Regions from separate parts of the Mus musculus genome. Here region 2 is linked to region 1. A link is a contact called in public HiCAR-type data. All regions are on one chromosome and are shown on one strand. Each heading gives the region's core, a stretch centred on a gene start, on an enhancer-like site or on the middle of the called end of the contact. The rest is flanking DNA. Distances are from core to core; before and after follow the strand shown. Region 1 has its middle 57 kb from the start of Gm33502. Region 2 overlaps Gm46565 (a long non-coding RNA gene).

Region 1 (4,762 bases), core at 1,760-4,259:
CCTACATGCTGAGTTCTGGCTATCATCATTTGCTCCTTTGTCATGAGGAGAAGGAAGTCATGAGGAGAGACAGAGGCCATGCGTGCCCCTTCTCAGCCAGCTAGGCCCTGCAACACTTGTGGCTACAACCCCTGGTTGTCTGTCTCATCCACTTACAGAGATTGACTTTTGCCAGAGACTCAAAGCATTTGGGTCCCAGAACCCTGGTGCAGCCTAAGGGCTCCTTAATTGTGACCCCTTGGGCAGTCTCCTTGCTCTCTGAGCATTGGCTTCATTACCTGCAAAATTGGAATAACAGCATTGCCTCACAGGAGCACCAATTCAGATGAGGTTTACAGAATGCCTAGAGGGGTTGGAAATGGTCTCACATAGAAAAACTGGCCTTGGGAGGGATCTAAGTCAGAGTTTCTTTTTGTTGTTGTTGTTTGTTTTGTTTTGTTTTCTTCGAGACCGGGTTTTTCTGTGTAGCCCTGGCTGTCCTGGAACTCACTTTGTAGACCAGGCTGGCCTCGAACTCAGAAATCCGCCTGCCTCTGCCTCCCGAGTGCTGGGATTAAAGGCTTGCGCCACCATGCCCGGCTTTAAGTCAGGGTTTCTATTGCTGTGATGGAATGCTATGGCCGAAAGCAGCATGGGGAGGAAAGGGTTACTCAGCTTACACTTCCAGGTAACAGTCTGTCCTTGAGAGTGGGGCAGGAGCTCAAACAGGGTAGCAACCCAGAGGCCGGAGCTGGTACTTGACTATCTCCAGACCCGTGAGGGACCTCTCAAAACAAAGGTGAATAGGCCAGTAGCTAAGAAACAAGATCCAAGGTCATCCTCTGACCTCTGTACTCTTGTGCACACGTGTGCATGAGCACCTATATCTACACACACACCCCGCCCCCACCATACACACACAAAATAGCTGGAAAAAATAACACGGGCTTTGCACAATCCACCATGTCACAAATCAACTATGCAACTTTGGCAAGAAGAAACATTCTCTCACAGCCTCAGTTTCCCCCTTGGTAAAATGGGCTGGCTCTTCTGCTCTGTCCAGTCTACCACCTGGAAGCACCCCAGGCCCCTCTAAGCAGCACTGTGGTTTGTACAAGGTCCAGAGATCTTGTAAATTTCATTAGAAGCAGTTTTCCAGATGTGCCGGGGTGGGGTGACCTATAGTTAGAACTCAGCAGCCCCCACTTGTTTGTGTATTTACCGAAGCTCTGAACCAGCTGTCTGAATCACTTGCAAACAGACCAAAGCTATTTTCAGGCGTCACACGCAGCCCCACAAGAGTCAGCCACGCCTCAGGATAATGCACTAAAAATATCCTTATAGTGCTATTTTTAAGGCTCCAAAGCTACAAGCCACAGCCCAAGAAAGCAGAGTTCCTCACTGCGTGCACACACAGGGCACCAAACCAGAGCCCAGTTCCCACTGGGCCCCTGGGTCAGTCCAGGGGCTATTCTTTTCTCTGACCATCTGGAATCTCCCTAGCCAAAGGCCCAGGCTGCGTATGAAGGAAGCCTTGTCCTTCCCTGGGGACCCTGCTAGACGCTGAGGGGTACAACACAGCCCATGACACGACGATGGGACCATTATGTCTGCTGTATGCTTGTTTCTGTTCTGAATCACCAGCTCGGAGGCTTCTGCCCGTCAGGGATGCTGGACACGTCCCTAGCACATCTGAACAGTCATTTATGATTTTGAAAGCATATTCGCATGCATCAGCTCCACTGATCACTGTGGAACCTCGACACAAGGGTTATTATTGTCTATACGTGCGAATTTGTGCCCGGTTATCACCTTGGTGATGTGATAGAACACAGGTGGTCTCTGGTGTGTCCAGAAGTGATGACTTCACACTGGTTCAGCATCTTCCTTCTGCTACCATCGTAAGCACAGCAGTCACGATTCATTTGCTCACTCGTTCATTCATTCATTCATTCATTCATTCACTCGTTCCCTTGAGAAGTATTTTCCTCACTTCATAAGCTAAAGCCCTCTCTGTACTAGGCTGAGATATAAATGACACCTCTCTAGGAGGTGACAGTACCAGGACAGAAACCCAAGAGAAGCTTCTTAATCATATTGGGGCCCCAAGGGCTAAGTTGGATAGATAAACAAACACCGTGGAAGGCCTGAAAAGCCTGAGCCTGTGAAAACTGAAAGCAAGAGTAAGGGCAGGAGCCCAGGGAATTGTGGGGGCTAGCAGCTAGAGGGGGTTGGGGGGAGAGGGGAGGGGTTGGGGGCCTGTCTGCAGCTGATCCAGGGAGTCCAGCGGTTTACAGCAGAGGTCAGTGCAGACACAGCTGGGTTTTAAGAATCCCAGAGATGCTCTGTGGTGGGAGGGGTAGTCGGGCTTCAGAGAAAAGAGCCAGCACGCAGACCATGGCAACAGTTTGGGTGACCCAGAATGGGACTGAGGGAGGAGTCCAGGAGATTGACAAAGGAAGATGAGATTCAGAAAGTATATGGAAGTAGCTACGCGGTGTGAAGGAAAGAGGCGGGCAGAGTAAGGCAGGAGAAAGGAAGGATGCTACCGTTGTAGTGAGCAGTGTGACACGGTTTGTGGAGTTCCAGGAAGAGAGCAAGAGTGGACACAGTTTGGAAGGAAGGAAGCTTTTGAGAGGAATCTATAAATCTGTGGGTCTCAATACTCTTTCTCATCTGATACCTGAAAGTACCAGGATCTCTCCCTGATCAGCAACCTAAAATCTCCCCAGCAGAGCCTAAAATCAGGGGCTCAAAGTGTGCTTGGTGTATTTGGTCCTAAGGCCCTTGCTATTCACCTGTAAAGTCAGGAATGCATTTTTGCATATGCAAATATGTTTCCTTGGCTGAGGAAGTGTAGTTGTGTGCTTACCTCAGGGTAGCCAGGAATGTCACTCTGGGCTCTGGGTGCTTACCTCCATTAAGACCCCCTGGAGGGCTCTGTCCAGCTGTCCTCTGAGGCCTGCTGTTGTCCCCTGGAGAGAAATTCCGTGGCTACAGAGTTCCTGCCACCTGCACTTTCCCGTACATCCAGTCTAGGTTAGGGAAGGTCACACACACAGGGGGAAAATTCCAGAACATGAGCTCATAGCGTGTGGTGAAAAGTGAGGAAATTTGCCTGGAATTTTGGAATCTGCTCCAGGAATTCATTTTTTTGTTTTAACAGCAAATAGCTTCTAGGGAGCTACCAGGAATAGGTGTCTTCTCTACAGTGTTCCCCACTCCCACTGTGGCTGGTCTTCATTCACATGGCAGGCAGAGTGGTGGATGACTCCAAGTTTGTATTTTCTTTTTTTTTTTTCCATTTTTTATTAGGTATTTAGCTCATTTACATTTCCAATGCTATACCAAAAGTCCCCCATATCCACCCACCCCCACTCCCCTGCCCACCCACTCCCCCTTTTTGGCCCTGGTGTTCCCCTGTACTGGGGCATATAAAGTTTGCAAGTCCAATGGGCCTCTCTTTCCAGTGATGGCCGACTAGGCCATCTTTTGATATATATGCAGCTAGAGTCAAGAGCTCCGGGGTACTGGTTAGTTCATAATGTTGTTCCACCTATAGGGTTGCAGATCCCTTTAGCTCCTTGGCTACTTTCTCTAGCTCCTCCATTGGGAGCCCTATGATCCATCCATTAGCTGACTGTGAGCATCCACTTCTGTGTTTGCTAGGCCCCGGCATAGTCTCACAAGAGACAGCTACATCTGGGTCCTTTCAATAAAATCTTGCTAGTGTATGCAATGGTGTCAGCGTTTGGATGCTGATTATGGGGTGGATCCCTGGATATGGCAGTCTCTACATGGTCCATCCTTTCATCTCAGCTCCAAACTTTGTCTCTGTAACTCCTTCCATGGGTGTTTTGTTCCCAAATCTAAGGAGGGGCATAGTGTCCACACTTCAGTCTTCATTCTTCTTGAGTTTCATGTGTTTAGCAAATTATATCTTATATCTTGGGTATCCTAGGTTTGGGGCTAATATCCACTTATCAGTGAGTACATATTGTGTGAGTTTCTTTGTGAATGTGTTACCTCACTCAGGATGATGCCCTCCAGGTCCATCCATTTGGCTAGAAATTTCATAAATTCATTCTTTTTAATAGCTGAGTAGTACTCCATTGTGTAGATGTACCACATTTTCTGTATCCATTCCTCTGTTGAGGGGCATCTAGGTTCTTTCCAGCTTCTGGCTATTATAAATAAGGCTGCTATGAACATAGTGGAGCATGTGTCCTTCTTACCAGTTGGGGCATCTTCTGGATATATGCCCATGAGAGGTATTGCTGGATCCTCCGGTAGTACTATGTCCAATTTTCTGAGGAACCGCCAGACTGATTTCCAGAGTGGTTGTACAAGCCTGCACTCCCACCAACAATGGAGGAGTGTTCCTCTTTCTCCACATGTATTTTCTAATCACAAGATAAAAAAAAAAAAAAAAAAAAAAAAAAACATGACCAACAAACAAAACAGGCACTCTGATATTTCCTGGCTGACAACACTAATTCATTTTTGCCTATAAAGGAATTTTTTTCTAAGACATGAATTGCTCCCTTCAAACCAAAACTGCCTAACTTTAGGACTGATGCTAGGCGCGTGGAGGATGGCAGTGTGCTGTTACAACATACTGTGATTTCCCTCCCTCTGCAAGCTGCCATTGAGCATGGTCCTTCCCATCTGTAGACCTAGGAAGGAACCATGTCTATGCCTTCCATAGCAAAGCGCCCACACACCTGCGCAATAGTGTGTAACAGCATACACATGTGACCGGGTTAGCTTGAGGCTGAACTTG
Region 2 (4,494 bases), core at 1,816-4,315, 200 kb before region 1:
TATGACTGTCAAGGGAATTAAAGGTGTTTGTTGAACAAGTACAAACAGCTCCCCAACAAGTTGGGGCTCTGAGGAGCTGTTGAGAAGATGTGTCAATTCTGGGAGTCAATTGTATGGTTTGGTTCAGGAAGTAACTGATGGCATACTGCTTCCTCTTCACCCTTTAGAAGTCACCCCCAAACAGAGGAGAACAAAGCCCCAAGGTAAACCTCAAGTCCAGTGAAATGAAAGACGTCTGTAGCTTCAGATCATGCTACTCAGAGATGGGGAGTGGGTCAGACGGAGAGCCGTCATTGTTTACCTGAGAATACGCCTCCATCCGTATGCTCAAGAGACAGAGCTGTAGACAGCAAGAAGCTAGGTTACCGGGAGGAAGCCCTGGAAGGCAAAGGAGTGGGAGGCGCTGGACGAGAAGAGAGGAAGGGTGACCAAGGACATGGCAGCTGGCAATGGATAAAGTGTAACAATGTGTACCGAAAGTCAGCCCCACCCAGGCTCCCACCAGTGAGTGTGCTCTCCCTGTCATGCTGGGGACTGGGACTTTCTTCTCTGAAGAAGATGAGCCTGGAAGGTTGGAGAGCCGGGTAGGATGGGGAAGCCAGACTAAGCAAGGAGCTAGCACAGTATGAACGCTGAAGACCAGGGCTGTCCCGCCCATGCTGCCCGACTTGAGGACTGCTGCCAGGCTCTTATCCTGACAGGTATTTTGAAGCACCCTTGTACTTTCTGTAGATACTGAACTGCCCAGGAAAACCTGTAGTGATTGCCATTTGAAGGTCTAAGTGAAAATACCAGTGGACCCCACCGAGCATCCTACAAAGAGGTCCACAAGTCTCCTGCCATCTGTGCAGCCAGGTTTCCTGTTAGCATTTGGCCATAGCGGGATAGCCATGGTTCATCAGATGCCCAAGGAAAGCCTTCCACACAGAAGACAGGGATCCAAACAGTCAGAGGAGAACTCACTCAAGTGAAATGCACGACGGAAAAGAAAATGTCAAATGAACCGCTTCCTCAAGAAGATTAGAAGGCGATCTAATTATAAAGAATAGGCATACCCATGAAAGGTTCCCAGGAATTAGAAACAAAAGCTAAGCTGGGAAATCCCATGGGCAGAAGGCAAGCATGATCGGGTGATATATTTAAGGAAACCCTCCTGGCTCCCAAAAGGCACTCACAGGTAGAAAACCAGGCAAAAAGAGATGTCCCAAATTCTGCCCAATGGGAATTGTAGAGAAAGAAACACGAGAAAGTTGGAAAGTGATTACCAAAGAAATAATAACAAGAAGGTTCCAAGACTGGAGGCCATACGTGTCTTGTCCAGTGAACGATGACATGCGTGAAATCAATGTGAAATACAAGACTATCAGAGAGAGGATATTGAATATCTATTAGAGCATGGAATGTGAACAGAGACTAGAGACATCTTCAGAGACAAAAATGCCAGGATATTGGCTTCCCATTAGCTAGCTATCTCAGGGAAACTTCTGGAGGAAAACTGCTCCCATGAGGAAGGAAACCAAAGAATGTATGAGGGCCAGGAGGTGGGAGACCATCTCGGACTAAAGGGGGCGCCCAGGAGGCAGGAGACCACCGAGGACTGAAGGGGGTGCCCAGGCAGTCAAAAGGAACTGAAGGCTGGAGAGGGAGGGGGAGGAGGCTGGGCATGGCAGTCCTGGAGGAGAACAGAACTGGCAAAGTTTAGTGATGAGTTCAACCCTGCAAAACCTTCGGTGACAGACTTTAAGGATATGGGTTGACCTAGCCAGATGGTAAGAGAAAGCTAAGCAAACCAAAATCATTAACTCTAGTGAAATAAAAATAAAAGATGTTCGCTATGAGTGAAAGATATTAACATAATCATATCAATAAAATGCTATTATAGATTTTTTTAGTTAATTTTTAAAAAATTAATGGCTTAGTGGATAAAGGCCTTTGACACCAAGGTCGATGACCTGTGTGCTATCCCCAGGACCTACATGGTGGATGTAGAGAACCAACATTGGCAAGTTGTCCTCTGTTCTCTGCATGTATACAATGGCACATACACACATCTACACACATTCACACATGCACAACACACATACATGTACATACACATGTGCACATACACAAACACAAATAAATGAATAATTAAAATATCTTATTTTCTATAGTAGTTAATTAATAGATAATATAAATTCCTTATTAAGGGGCTAGAGAAAAGGCTCAGAGGCTAAGTATGTACCACTCTTGAAGAGGACCTGAATTCTGTTCCAACACTCACATCCAGCGGATCACAACTGCCTGGAACCCCAGCTCCAGGGGAACTGATACCCTCTACTGGCTAATCTGAGTATTGCAACTATTCCTTCTCTTCCCCCTCTTTCCACCTCCCCCTCCCTTCCCCCCTCTCTCCCACTCTTCCTCCTGCCTCGCTCTTTGACTTAAATAAAACTATTTACACTAAATATTTAGATAAAAGAAGTCACTGGTATTTAAAGTTTCAGGACTGATTAACGTTCCTAACCAGAGAGTGTAAATAATAATATAATAATAATAATAATAATAATAATAATAATAATAATAATAATAATAATAATAATGAGAAGAAGGAGGAGGAGGAGGAGGAGGAGGAGGAGGAGAAGGAGAAGGAGAAGGAGAAGGAGAAGGAGAAGGAGAAGGAGAAGGAGAAGGAGAAGGAGAAGGAGAAGGAGAAGAAGAAGAAGAAGAAGAAGAAGAAGAAGAAGAAGAAGAAGAAGAAGAAGAAGAAGAAGAAGCAGCAGCAGCAACAGCAGTCCCCAGGGCCCTGGGCCTCCCAACACATAGATCTGCTGATCTGAGGATGAGACCCTTGTAGAGGATGTGAGAGGAACGTACCCAGGCTAAGACTTTCTAAGGAGGCAGCAAACATCTGCTAACACGAACTGCTGAATTAGGAGCCTTGGGTCAGTGGCCTTGGCTCTTAACATCTGACAGCTGGAATGTGCTGGTTAACCCATCCTCAGAGGAGTTTACAATGTAGGATTTCTGCCCATGCCCGGCCAATGTGTGACTTACAAAAACATCTGCTTTGGAAATCCCCAGTTTAAACAACAAAACAAAACAAAAGCCCTCCCCCGGCATCTGCAGTATTCTTGGTCCTGCTGATTCAATGCACAGGAACTGCAAGTCTTTGTTTCCAGGATAGATGCTATTTCCTCTGACCTCTGTGCTGACCTTTAGTTAACAGAAACAAAAGAGGGGTTCAGTAGAGCCCAGAGGACTGTGGTTTAAGCAGGAGGGAGGGCTGGGCTAATACTGTGGACTCTGCAAAAGTACTAAAATTGAAATTATTTGGGGACCATGAATGCAATAGGATTTTAATCTGTACCCTTTAGACATAGCTTGCCAGCCTGACCTTTCTGCGCAGAGTGGATTTACTGTGGGTGACTGTCACTGTATTACTGTGGCCTTTCAACTCCTGCCCCCAGTGGAGAAGAGCCTTCCCGTGTGTGGCCCCGGGTGTTCTCTTGTCAGGGACAAATGTGTCTTTCCCAGGGATTTTGTCGTCTCTTTATTAAATACGACATCATTAAAAATTAAATTGCACAAATCTTCAATTAAGTCTCTTCACATCTTTTCCATATGTTGTGCTGGGGCTTGCATCCTAGGCAACTGTTCTGCACGGAGCCGCTTCCTCAGACCTTGCCCTCAGTTCAACTTTGAAGCAAAGGTAATATTGGAAACTTACCCATGTGTAGATATTTACTGTAGCTTGTGCTTACTGCTTGAGGTTAGATTTATGTCCACGTGGTGGCGGTACAGTTGGGGCCAGATGTTTCCAGGTTCTTGGTGTCTTGTTGAAAGAACTGAAAACACTCATGCACGCACCATGAATAGTAAGTAGCAAGCAGAATTTTTGTGCAGAAGCAATGTATAGGCCACATACCCCAGGAGAGAGTGGGCTCTGAGCGAGTACTCGCCAGCACTACGTGACCATTTGGGGATTTCTTTTATTGGTCTACGAAGAGGAGGAAGAGTTAGTTGCTAAGGGGCAAGGGACAAGGGACAAGGGACAAGGGACAGGTAGTTTCCTGGTTTGATTGACAGGCTTGAGTTATGTAAGCCTTTGTTTACTGTAAATGTCCTTTCCCACAATGCGTCTGTTTTTAATCATTTGCACATCCAATTATGCATAGACATTAGGTGATAAATAAGATTTTTCACCTAAAAGTTTATTTTAAGAACACAGTTTTCTTCCCATTCACTCTGCCTAATTCTCAGTCAGACATTGTAGACCACAAAGTGGAAGTGACTAACAGTGCCAGGGACCCATCGCTTTGAGGAACCAGATTGCCTTGGGAGAGGGGTATGCATGCAGCTTATCCAAGGTTGCTAAGTGATTTGCTGGGAAAACAATGTGTATTGCTTAAGTCAAATGGAGTCTGATTTGCTAAGCTATCCCTGCGTGTGCCAACCTCAGTGGAAATACTATGTGAGCATATGGTAGACTACCCAGCCTCTTTACCCAGTCCC

What was found. HiCAR-type assays count read pairs that join an accessible place to other places.
Region 2: a contact with region 1 is called in a HiCAR-type map of embryonic stem cells, with 6 times the contacts expected there. The contact joins two enhancer-like sites. A contact is called at or near these places in 3 of 484 Hi-C or Micro-C datasets (embryonic stem cells, nephron progenitors and uterus), 4 of 115 datasets of contacts at active chromatin or transcription factors (cardiomyocytes and embryonic stem cells) and 1 of 9 other capture datasets (embryonic stem cells).

Annotation. Positions count from the first base shown.
Region 1 is chr16:30,733,723-30,738,484 of GRCm38.p6, reverse strand. No RefSeq gene overlaps it. Among named protein-coding and RNA genes, the nearest start is that of Gm33502, 57 kb to the left of the region's middle. Within about 2 kb of position 3,009, at least 53 of the 459 cell types and tissues checked have an H3K27ac peak or open chromatin away from gene starts, as enhancers often do. A contact at or near this core is called in embryonic stem cells, where this site is marked.
Region 2 is chr16:30,938,697-30,943,190 of GRCm38.p6, reverse strand. All of the region lies in intron 1 of Gm46565 (a long non-coding RNA gene), which reads left to right. Among named protein-coding and RNA genes, the nearest start is that of Gm46565, 12 kb to the left of the region's middle. Within about 2 kb of position 3,065, at least 30 of the 459 cell types and tissues checked have an H3K27ac peak or open chromatin away from gene starts, as enhancers often do. A contact at or near this core is called in embryonic stem cells, where this site is marked.